Regions from separate parts of the Mus musculus genome. Here regions 2, 3 and 4 are each linked to region 1. A link is a contact called in public HiChIP or PLAC-seq and promoter capture Hi-C data. All regions are on one chromosome and are shown on one strand. Each heading gives the region's core, a stretch centred on a gene start, on an enhancer-like site or on the middle of the called end of the contact. The rest is flanking DNA. Distances are from core to core; before and after follow the strand shown. Region 1 holds the start of Glra1 (glycine receptor, alpha 1 subunit). Region 2 overlaps LOC115485826 (a long non-coding RNA gene). Region 3 overlaps LOC105244170 (a long non-coding RNA gene). Region 4 overlaps LOC105244170 (a long non-coding RNA gene).

Evidence for each region. Promoter capture Hi-C pulls out the DNA fragments that hold promoters and counts their contacts. HiChIP or PLAC-seq counts read pairs in DNA pulled down with a chosen protein or histone mark.
Region 2: a contact with region 1 is called in a promoter capture Hi-C map of second pharyngeal arch cranial neural crest. The contact joins the enhancer-like site here to the promoter of Glra1 in region 1. A contact is called at or near these places in 5 of 39 promoter capture datasets (the 3T3-L1 cell line, cranial neural crest, embryonic stem cells and 2 more), 1 of 484 Hi-C or Micro-C datasets (embryonic stem cells), 1 of 115 datasets of contacts at active chromatin or transcription factors (neural tube) and 2 of 9 other capture datasets (embryonic stem cells and pancreatic islet).
Region 3: an H3K27ac HiChIP or PLAC-seq map of embryonic stem cells shows a contact between it and region 1, with 6 times the contacts expected there. The contact joins the enhancer-like site here to the promoter of Glra1 in region 1. A contact is called at or near these places in 4 of 39 promoter capture datasets (cranial neural crest, embryonic stem cells and epiblast stem cells), 8 of 115 datasets of contacts at active chromatin or transcription factors (VIP interneurons, differentiating embryonic stem cells, embryonic hindbrain and 2 more) and 1 of 9 other capture datasets (embryonic stem cells).
Region 4: an H3K4me3 HiChIP or PLAC-seq map of neural tube shows a contact between it and region 1, with 4 times the contacts expected there. The contact joins the enhancer-like site here to the promoter of Glra1 in region 1. A contact is called at or near these places in 1 of 39 promoter capture datasets (hippocampal neurons), 1 of 484 Hi-C or Micro-C datasets (embryonic stem cells), 5 of 115 datasets of contacts at active chromatin or transcription factors (differentiating embryonic stem cells, embryonic hindbrain, embryonic stem cells and 2 more) and 1 of 9 other capture datasets (embryonic stem cells).

What each region holds. Positions count from the first base shown.
Region 1 is chr11:55,606,878-55,609,590 of GRCm38.p6, forward strand. Glra1 (glycine receptor, alpha 1 subunit) reads right to left here and starts at 1,321. Exons shown (of 9, transcript NM_020492.4): 1 at 801-1,321. The coding sequence starts at 856.
Region 2 is chr11:56,084,035-56,086,747 of GRCm38.p6, forward strand. All of the region lies in intron 7 of LOC115485826 (a long non-coding RNA gene), which reads left to right. Among named protein-coding and RNA genes, the nearest start is that of Gm46260, 35 kb to the right of the region's middle. Within about 2 kb of position 1,342, at least 3 of the 459 cell types and tissues checked have an H3K27ac peak or open chromatin away from gene starts, as enhancers often do. A contact at or near this core is called in second pharyngeal arch cranial neural crest, where this site is marked.
Region 3 is chr11:55,957,238-55,959,950 of GRCm38.p6, forward strand. All of the region lies in intron 2 of LOC105244170 (a long non-coding RNA gene), which reads left to right. Among named protein-coding and RNA genes, the nearest start is that of Nmur2, 82 kb to the right of the region's middle. Within about 2 kb of position 1,399, at least 17 of the 459 cell types and tissues checked have an H3K27ac peak or open chromatin away from gene starts, as enhancers often do. A contact at or near this core is called in VIP interneurons and embryonic stem cells, where this site is marked.
Region 4 is chr11:55,879,155-55,881,867 of GRCm38.p6, forward strand. The region is part of intron 1 of LOC105244170 (a long non-coding RNA gene); the gene reads left to right. Among named protein-coding and RNA genes, the nearest start is that of Nmur2, 160 kb to the right of the region's middle. Within about 2 kb of position 1,352, at least 2 of the 459 cell types and tissues checked have an H3K27ac peak or open chromatin away from gene starts, as enhancers often do. A contact at or near this core is called in neural tube, where this site is marked.

The sequences.
Region 1 (2,713 bases), core at 71-2,570:
CCAAGTCTGTAAGCAGAGAATTAGGAGTCAGTGGGTGGGCGTGGGGAGCCTAGTTATGGCAGCAGATATAGGCATCCATTCATAAAGAAGAACTGCCCTTTGGAGTAGCGGAGGGTCTGTTGTAACAGAGTTTGGAAAGAAGCGTGTATCAGGGAGGAGGGAGTCAAAGTTATAAAAGGAAAATATTTTCTAGCATCTATTATTAAATAGGCCTGATCTGCATTTAAGTTAGGGCTTTGTAAGCTGCGGTCATAACTGCGTTTTTTCCCAGCTCCAAACTACAGAAACCCCTGACCCCGAAGCAAAACAACAAAAAGAGAGACAGAATGCTGTTTTGTGCCCAGCCAGTCCAACTGCAACCTTCCGCGTCACCGCTAGTTGTCACTTCGCTCCCAGACGGGAGACCCGGGGTTTCCAGCACTGCGGTTTGAGAGAATGCGGTCCCAATTAAACTAAAAAACTCACAAAGCTTCCCCTTAAGTCCTCAGTCGAGTGAAGGGTAACGAGCAGAGGGGCTAGGGGGCTGGGGCCCCAATTTTGCGGGGAGTGCAGTAAGCAGACAGACTGCAAAGAACAGGCAAACCGCTGCCGGAGCAACCAGGAGCAGCCACTGTCTGGGACCTACACGCACCAGCCAGACACCCTGCGGGTGGGGGGTGGGGGAAGGAGAGGGATGGAAGGGCCTTCAGCACACAGCACCCCCTCCCCAATTGATGAAGCCGCGGCAGAGTCAGCCTCCCTACTCCTCCTGAACCCCTATTGCACCATAAGGATAGTGGTCAGTATAGAAAATCGCGTACCTGAAGAATACAATGGTCTCCCAAAGGTAGAATCGCAGAGTATTGAAGCTGTACATCTTCCAGATTCTAGTGCTGTAAAGTCCACGAGTTATGGGGGTGCAAAAATGTTTTCGATGGGCACTTACGAAGCCAGAGAGCGCCACTGGGGATAATAATCCAGATGTTTAAGGGGGCAGGGAGTAGAGGGACGAGGTGTCAGAGCCGGGGGAGAATTGCAGCCAGGCAGCTAAGGTACCGCGGACAGCGGCAGTCGTGCAGGTTCAGCACCACGGAGAGCGTCCAGCCCGGCTGCGGGCGGGAAGAGCGCGGCTGAAGCTCTACTCGCTGGAGGCTCCCTGCGGCGCTGGGAGGCACGTTTGGGGGTGGGTATATTTTCTTCTTTTCTTTCTTTCTTTACTCTTCTTCTTCTTTATTTTTACCCTTATTTTCCTGTCGAGATGGCCAGCTCCATGAAAGGAAGAAATCCGTGGGGATCAGAGCCCTGGCCTCAGACCCTTAGACCCGGCTGGCATCTTCTTTCTGGCCCTGGGCTGGCCCGAGGGGTTTTAGGGGTTGGGGGGGGGGGTGGAGCAGGTGACGGTGCTGGCTTCAGTTAGATGTCGGAGAGTGTGCCAGGCTGGCGCATCGCGACCGAGTCCCGGAATCTCGTTCCCCTGCCTCCGTTCCTGTCTGCTGCCGCCTTGCAGTCCGTGTTCTCTGGTCCCCGACGAATAAGTTGGGATCGCTGCAAGAAAGGTGTCCCATTGCTTGGGGCTGCAGGAGCAAGAGAGCCCACCACAACTTTCAGGGGCTGCTGGGGTCCATGGCTTCCCAGCAGGGCTCAAGAACCCAAGCTTTCACAGGCATCTCCAATTTCTAAGCTCGCCCATCTTCTTCTGGCCAGACTCCCTCAGATCTTCAGACTTTCTTACTGCATTAATTTAACAAACTGGCGGCGTAGAGGATGGTGGGGGCGAGGACCGACGGGAGGGGGTGGAGAGGGGAAAATGGGGGGAAAAACTCCTTAGAAGCTTCAAACCCTCCCACTCGGAGTGTTCATTGGCCCGCAGCTGCGAAAACCATATCTTCTCTCCAGGTTCGGCCAATTGCACGTTAGGCTCTGGCTTGAGTTTAACCCTTGGAGTGCTGGCAGAGACCAGCCTCATGCACTTCCCAGGCCTCAGGGTCTTTTCAGGTCTTCTGTCGCTCCAGAGAGGTCATGGAATTTATCTTTTAAGTCTTTCAAAATCCTTACCATGATTTTTTAAAAAATAGCTGTATGTAAGTAAAACACCATGAGCCTCAGTCCAGATGTGCTCAGGCAGACTCAGTTTATCATTTTTTTCATTAATTCGTTTATTCATTTTACATCCCAATTGCAGCCCCTCTTCTTCCTCTCCTCCAAGTCCCACTCTCACACCCCCTCCTCAGAGAAAGGAATGCCCCTTGTGGGTACCAGCTGGCCCTGACCTATCAAGTCACAGCAGGACTAAGAGCATCCTCTCCTACTGAGGCCAGATAAGGCAGCCCAGTTAGGGGAAGGCAGGGAATGGAGTCAGAGACAGTTCCTGCTGCTCCAATTGTTCAGGGATCCACATGGAACCAAGCTTCACATCTGCTACATGTGTTGAGGGCCTAGGACCAGCCCATGCATGCTCTTTGGTTGGTGGTTCAGTCTTTGTGAACCTCCACAGGCCCAGGTGAGTTGACTCTCTAGGTTTTCTTGTGGTGTCCTTGACTCCTCTGGCTCCCTCAAAATTTCCTTATAGTCTTCCACAGGACTTCCCAAGCTCTGCCTAATGTTTGACCGTGGAGAGCTGCTGCACCTGTTTCCATTTTAAAAGGGTCAATGGAACAAGGTCCCTCAATTTTGTTGAAGCACTGAAGGTATAATATTTGAGCCCAGAAGACTTAAAAAAAAAAAAAAAGGTCTG
Region 2 (2,713 bases), core at 92-2,591, 480 kb after region 1:
CTGAGCTGATGGAATGAGATGGTAGAGCCTGAGTGCTCGGGCAATGAGCTATTCCTGCAGACCAGTATGCTACTGTGTCTAAGGAGGCTGGTGTTTCTATTCTACCTGCATTGTGGCTGGCAGGTGAACAGAAGTCTGTGCAACTTGGAACTCACTCATCTTGGAAAACTGAAAGACACCATGCATTGTTGGGCTAGAAGAGACATAGGGAGGGCTTCCTGGTCTGCCTGTGTGTGTGTCTGTGTAGAGATTATTAAAATTTTTGCAATTGACTTTCCTGTTGTGAACTTCCACCCTGGCTACTTGTTAGCATGGGGAAAGACGCTCAACAAAGATATTTGGGGAAATAGGCAAAGAGGAACCTGCTGCTGATATGCTGAGACTGTATGGGTGAAAAGACTTGGAATCAAGCTTTATTAGCAAACAGGCTTCTTTAAGGAATCATCCCGTCCTAAATTCCTTCCTCGGCAGAGCACAGGATAAACCGTCCCCATTCTCTTTTGGCGTGTATCCCTAGAGTTGCTATTCCTGGAGAAGTAAGTCTCCGAAGCCATTGTTCTTTGGGGGGGCAGACACTCACAGTTTGTCCCAAACTATAGGAGGAGGAATCCAGTTGAGCTTATTTACTGCACTCTATAACACACTATACGGAGTGTGCACCTGTATTGTTAGATGAAGATACCAACATTGTTATGCTATCCTAATAAAAATACAAGCCAACAATGGGTTCCCTGACATCGACTGAGGAGATAACCATTTCCCAAACCCCGTGTTATTTATTTAAGGGGAAAATGAGTAGAAAGTCAGAAACTCAAAGGGATGGAAATGTCTACTTGGTGATAGTCACTACTAACACTAGTTAGTGTAAAGAATATTTAACTGTCAAGTAGGGCGCTTCCTAAACTGATGCTTCTCTTCCACCCTCAAGAAAAGAGACAGACCATTCATAAAAGTCAATATGCAAATTAAGAGTTTTTGCAAGTGTGCGGGATAGAGTCGTTCAGTGGCCTAGCCTAATGCCCAGCAGAGGAAGATGACAGCTCAGGCTGTGATCTACTCGGCCCTTATGATGCTCAAGCTATTTGCCTCTCAGAAACTGTACCCGGGAAGAAAACGAAGCTAGGGAGAACACAAGAGTGTTAAAGGCTTCACAACCTGGAGTTTAAAAACTATAAAGATTAAAAGCAGATTAGATGAGGTTTAAAGCCAGGCATCAGCACAGCTCTGACTTCTTTTGTTCTTTAAATTGCTTCCAGTAGCAATTTCTCCTGTGCTCGGAACAGAGTGACGCAGGCACATTCTAATCAAAACTCTTACTTACAGAGAGACCTACTGTAGCCATGCCTCCCACATCTGTGGATGGAGAGGTAGAGTAGAGAGGCTGCAGAGACAGCAGCTGCTTATGAGATCTGTGCAAGCCCAGCTCAGGATGGATGGGAAGTGATCCACGGAGCTCCTGGCTCACAAAGAGATCTCCCCTAAATGACAGGACAGTAAGGACTGTTCTCAGTGGGGCAGAAAGCCTGCTCTGAGCTTTGAAGGTGGTCTCAGCTAGTCACTGAGTTCCTGTTCTAAGGATTGCATGACATTCTTAAGTGAAGAAAATGAGAGAGTCACTATGGAGAGAAAGAGCCCGAGCTCGGCCATTGACTCCTGGTGCCCGAGGGAAACAGCTCATTTCCTATTTATTCGCAAAGGTCTCGGCGCTATGCCCCTGCTTCTGTTCCTGTAAGAGTCCAGGTCTCAAACGAGTATATTTTCCTTTCCTTCTCTCCTTTATTGCCTTAAAATTCTATGTCACCCTGATTCTCAGAATGGGTGCTGAAAAGTGCTACTCTCCAGGCCGGCCCCTTTGGAGTGGAGCACTAACATTTTGAGATTTTTCCCAGTTGCTCACTTTTTTCATCTTAACAGTTTTCCTCTCAGATGGAAATATTTTAATTTGGGAGGAAATTCTATGCAACAATCTCAGACAATTTTCACTTTCAATCTCTAGAGGCTGAATCTTGAGTACCCTCCCTCCCTCCAGACAGGGCTGAAGTGACAGATATAGATACACATATGGATATATGGATTGCAATCATGGTAGAGATGATTCTTGTGGGATTGGATATTGTCTTAGTCAGGGTTTCTATTCCTGCACAAACAACATGACCAAGCAGCAAGTTGGGGAGGAAAGGGTTTATTCGGCTTACACTTCCATACTGCTGTTTATCACTGAAAGAAGTCAGGACAGGGACTCAAGCAGGTCAGGAAGCAGGAGCTGATGCAGAGGCCATGGAGGGATGTTCCTTACGGGCTTGCTTCCCCTGACTTGCACAGCTTGCTTTCTTATAGAACCCAAGACTATCAGCCCAGGCATGGTACCATCCACAAGGGGCCCTCCCCCGCTTGATCACTAATTGAAAAAAGCCTTACAGCTGGATCTCATGGAGGCATTTCCTCAACTGAAGCTCCATTCTCTGTGATAACACCAGCTTGTGCCAAGTTGACACACAAAACCAGCCAGTACAGATATAGAGTAGGCTCTTGGATACATTGGTTACACATCCTGAAAGGGGCTTGCACTAAAGTCATGGGTATATCACTGAGGAATAATACCCCCCTCCCCAATGCTGTGTTTAGTTAGAAAGATTACTGTGTCTGGTGTCACTTTCTGAGATGAAGATGTTCAGTTATTTTGTCAGAAGAAGGATGGAGAGGGGTACTAGCA
Region 3 (2,713 bases), core at 149-2,648, 350 kb after region 1:
ACAAATATCTCAGTTTATGGGGGGATTCTTATTTAAACCACCACACCAGGGAAAGTGTGTGGCTTGGTCTGAACTATGGAGCTCTGGGGTCAGGTAGCCTGTATCTGAACCCCATCTCACTATTTACTTACTATGTTGAAAAGCATTTATCTGACCCACCCCCAGTCTTGATTTTCATGTCTATAATGGGAATTAAAAGACCTCTTAAGGGAAGAGTGAAGTTCTGAATTACACTCTGTAAAGAGACTGACATTCTGAAGGTCATGGGTGGTTGGTGACTATTGTCTCTGAGCTCTCCCGTCTCCACTATTATTGTTATACAAAGAAGACACTGGGCAAGTGTGATCACTAATACTGATCAGCAACTCAATGAGACCTAGATTCACCCAGAAGACAAAGCTCTGGGCATGTCCATGAGGGAGCTTCTATATTGTTATCAGTTGAAATGGGAAGACTAGCCCTAACTGTAGGCAGTGCCATTCCGTGGCTTGTGTTCTGGGCTAAATTAAAAGAATAGAGGACTGGAGAGGTGGGCTACAGGCTAAGAGCACGTAGTGCTCTTCCAGAGGAGTAGAGTTTGATTCCCAGCGCTTGTGTCAGGCAGCTTATAACCACCTCTAGGGATTCCAGTGTCCTCTTTGACCTTCTCCTGTACTGCACAGGTGTGTGTGTTTGTGTGTGTGTGTGGGTGCATGCACACAAATTAAAATGCATTTTTTAATGGAGGATATGAGTTAACCACCACCACTCATGTCTCTCTTCCTCCTGACTTGACACAAGGACACCAGCTGTCTCATATGACTTCCTGCTGTCCTGCCTTCTGCTCTGAGATGGACTGTACCCTCAAGCAGTGAGCAAAATAAAATGCTTCCTTTCTTAAGCTGCATTTGTCAGGTATTTTGTTGCAACAGAGAGGAAAGTAACTAATACAGCATGGTAGGGTAGAGAGCAAGGCAAAGGGGGAACGGCTTTATGTTGTAGGAGTGTTGTGAATTGTTCTGATGGTCACAGACCATACCATGAGATCTTTGCATCTTCTTACCATCCACTGCCTTCCTCATTCCCTGCTGTTTTTCTGGTAACAAAACAAACTTTGTGTCCACATTTGACAGACACGTGGCTTGAGCTGCAGATGGAGGGAGAGCTAGAAGTGAGTCAGGAGAAAGTCCACATCCATTTTGAACCTGCAGCTTTCTGCAGCCAGTGCTGTGGTCAGTGCTGTAGGAACTGGTCACCCTATCTGGAGCAAAACAGAGTTAGTTTTTGTCACGCCAGGAGACTGTTACCATGGGGACAACAAATTGTCCTGGGGAAGGGGCCAAAATGCCCTTAATTCCTCTCTGTGCTGGCATAGCATGAGTGACCATGATTAGCATATCCATTAGGAGACCTAGGTACCACTGTTGCCTAGATACCAGTGCTGCCTAGGTACAAATTCTGGCTTTACCTTTGATCTAGCCTTGTTATGAAGCCTCAGGAAGACAACAGGATACCATTCTCATTTTTTTTTAAAAGAACCTCACCCTTTCTCCTCTCTTCTTCCTCATTTCCTTTTCCTTCTTTTCTTCTTTTCCCTCTTTCTCCTTCTTTTCTTCCATCTAGAATTCTTTACTGAACCAGTATACTAGACTCCAGGGTCAAAATTACAGTGGTTAATGCTTGTATTTTATGTTTTCACCCCCATGGGATTTGTATTAATAATTCATGGGAAAATAAAAAAACAACATATAAGCAAAATCATTCAAATGGTACTAAATGTTAAGAAATTAAAAAAAAAAAAAAGTAAGTATGAGATACAGTAGGAGGAAACCTAACTTAGGTGTTAATGGCGAGAAAGTGAGTAAGTCTTCAAGTTTGAAATGTGGCGAAGAGCCAAGGTCTATTTTGCAGGCAGATATTGAAGTACACTGATGTTTTGGCTTAGGGGAGGATGTGAGTAGGAGCACTGAAAGAATGTGACAGTTTAGATCTGGCTGGGGTGTGAGAGTAGCTAGTATCACCTTAGACACGGCGGGTCATACAGAAAGGGGTAGAGTTACATTGAGGGACTCTGAAGTCAGCAGGAATCTCATACGCAACTCTTCCTATGAACTTAATGAGTTGGCCATAAGTGTTCCCTGTCTGAGGCCAAGTTTCCCAGTTATTAGTATCGATGATTGGATTAGAAGCACCTGTGCTTGCCTATACCTTTATAGCCCATGATCTTGTTTAGTTTTGTTTTTTGAGTCGGGGTCTCTTATAGCCCATGATGACTTGAATTCGTTATATAGCCAAGGATAAGCATTAATTGATTTTCTTCCTGTTTCTACCTCCTGGAGATTACAGGCATGGGCCATCACTCCTGGTGACAGGCCAGGATTCTAAAAAAAAAAAAAAAAAAAAAAAAAAAAAAAACAGGCTTATTTGCTATTCTTGAGCCTCTCTATAGTTGTTAATATATTTTTTTCTTGGAAATATGTTAATAACAATAATTTGGAGATCTCTACCCCCTCTTACAAGCCAGTGACCTCCTTTTAAGTACAAGCTACTTTAATGGGAGCTAATGGTGCTTTAGATGTATTTGCATGGGAACTTTCTCCAGCTCTGCTAGAGTTGGGTGAGTCCTCCACAGAGTTATAAACAAAAAACTTGGGCTCTGGCAGGTTCTTTGAAGTATTTCCATGTTTCTGGGCTTTTTGCTCGACTCCCACATGTAGGGATATTAGCTCACTGG
Region 4 (2,713 bases), core at 102-2,601, 270 kb after region 1:
CTCTACCTCCTAAGTGCTCAAATTACAGGCCCGTGAGCACCTGGATTCATTTTTCAATTCATTAAGTGACCAAAAGATTTTAATTTAAAACTTCAATTAAATTTCATTCCCAAACTTATTTCAATACAAATGAACTGACTTGTAAAAACATTCTATGAATAATATTCAGTATTATTCTGTGAACAAAGATGCAGATTACCAGCAAGAGTACATAGACAGGACAACAGGGAATAAATGAAATGGAAGAATTAATGCTACAAGGACTTGTCTAATGCTCTTGTCCGAGGCGTGTAGCAATTGCCCTTCTGTGACTTTAAAGAAACCTTGATTAGTCTTCCACCACTAAAATTAGCTGTGTGACCTTGAGCTAGATGCATCCCATCTCTGAGTTTCAAAGACTCAAAAAAAAATGAAAAAGAAAGGGAAATAAAATATTTCTTTGCAAAGTTCCTATGAAAGTTAATGAATAAAAATTACAGGTACTTGGCATAGTATGTGATGCTTGTTGTATATTAAAGAGATGGCTTCTCTCAGGAAAATGTGCTGCTGGCTCTCCCCTCCATCCCTCCTTCTTTCCCTCCCTCCCCCCTCTCTATATGTGTTTGTGTGTGTAGTGTGCATGGGCATGTGAACACACACACAGATATGAGTGAAAGGATATGTGTGTGGAAATCAGAGCCCAGCCTTGAGTGTTATGAAGATTTCTTTATTTTTGAGATAGTGTCTCTCGCTGAATCTCACACTCCTGCCATTATGCTAGACTGTCCCCTGAGCCCCGGGGACCCACATGCCTCTCCTTTCATAGTAGGTGTGCCACGAAGCCTAGCTTCTATGTTAGTTCTGGGAATTAAAGTCAAGTCCTTGAACTTATAGGGCAAGCATTTATTGAGTGAGGCTTCTTCCCGGCCCACAAATGTGCTTTTGATAATTATGAATACAGAAAGGAAATGGGATAAAGGATGACACACACATTAAACTCTCAATTTTAGCCTCCCGTTTTATTGTTTCCGGTGCCGGCCAGGTAGTTGTCACAGCTGGCTAAGTGCATCCTTGCTCGGAGACATCTGCTCTCACTTAGGGAAAAGGTAAGCTGTAATCCTTGAGGCTGCTTTATTACCAGAGGAGAGACTTCACGTTTCCTTGATGTAAAAGCAGCCTTCTGGGCATGCTGGCAGAGGATTCATTTGTTATTCTTCCGTAGGAGGCCTTGGCTGCTGGGTTGTTTCAGACCAAACAAAAACATCCCTTTAAAAAATGAGCTGTTGTTTGGAGAAACTCAAGATGTAACCCTAGGGTTCAGCCCTGAGAGAAAATCTCCATTAAGCTTTCTAGGCTTCACCCTCATGGGCCACCGTATGCTGACCGGATTCTTAAATGTTGCTGTTGAGATGCTGTTTGTCTTGATCGGAGAGTTTCTTGATTTTCACTTCAGTCTTGCACTGGAAGTAGGTTCCCCCATCACACACTCTTTCACAGTGACTGGCCACACCCCCACCATGGAGAAGGCAGGTTGTAATTTTTGTTATTGCAAAGTAAGGCCTTGTGGTAGGCCTAAAGGACATAAGAGAAAGACATCGTTCTTAGTATAAACAATGAAATATCTGGCCTTTAGGAGAATAAATAGAAATATGCAGCTGCCAGGAGTTGGGGGGGTGGGGGAGAGCCTCTAGAAAGTTCCAGAGACCTGAGATGTAAGAGGCTCCCAGGACTCAATGGGGGTGATCTTAGCCAAAATGCCCAACAGTAGAGAGATGAAACCTGAAGAGACTACTTCCAGTAGATAGACAGAGCCCCCCAGTGGAGGCCTACCTTCAAAAATTTTGACCCAGAATTGTTCTGTCTAAAAGAAATACAGGGACAAAAATGGAGCAGAGACTGAAGGAAAGGCTGTCTAGTGATAGGCCCAACTTTGGATCCATGCCACAGGCGGGCACCAAACCCTGATTGCTATGTTGTACTTGCAGACAGGAACCTAGCATGGCTGTCCTCTGAGAGGCTCTATCAGCAGTTGACAGATGCAGATATTTACAGCCAACCATTGCACTAAGGTTGGGGGCCCCTATGGAAGAGTTAGGGGAGGGACTAAAGGAGCTGAAGGGGATGGCAACCCCATAGAAAGACCAACAGTGTCAACTAACCTGGTCCCCTTAGGAACTCTCAGAGACTAAGCCACCAACCAAAAAGCATACAGGGGCTGGTCTGAGGCCCCTTGGCACATAGGTAGCAGAGGACTGCCTTGTCTAGCCTCAGTGGGAGAGGATGTGCCTAATTCTGTAGAGACTTGATGCCCTAGGGAAGGGGGATGCCCCTGGGAGGGCACCTTCTCAGAGGTAAAAAGGAGGGGAGATGGAGTGAAGAACTTTGGGAGAGGGCAACATTTGGGATGTAAATAAATAAAATAATCAATTAAAAAAATACCTGGCCTTTTGTGGTGCTAATTTTCATTCCATTGTGACTGTTTCAAGAGGGAAAGAGGAGGGCTGGGGCCTTATGCATCAAGTGGAAGTAAGCCTTCGCTAATTAAGTCCAGTCTCTTATCCTTTCATTCAGCTGCTAACACAAAACTCTAACTCTTACCTCACAGAAGCTAAGAGTTAGGTTTATTTGTTTATTTGTTTTTAGTTTTTCTTTTTGTTCTTTTGAGTTCTTTTTTTCTTTGGCGCCAAATATAAGCAACAGTGGGCTCAAGAACACAGATTTAGGTTATCCTAAA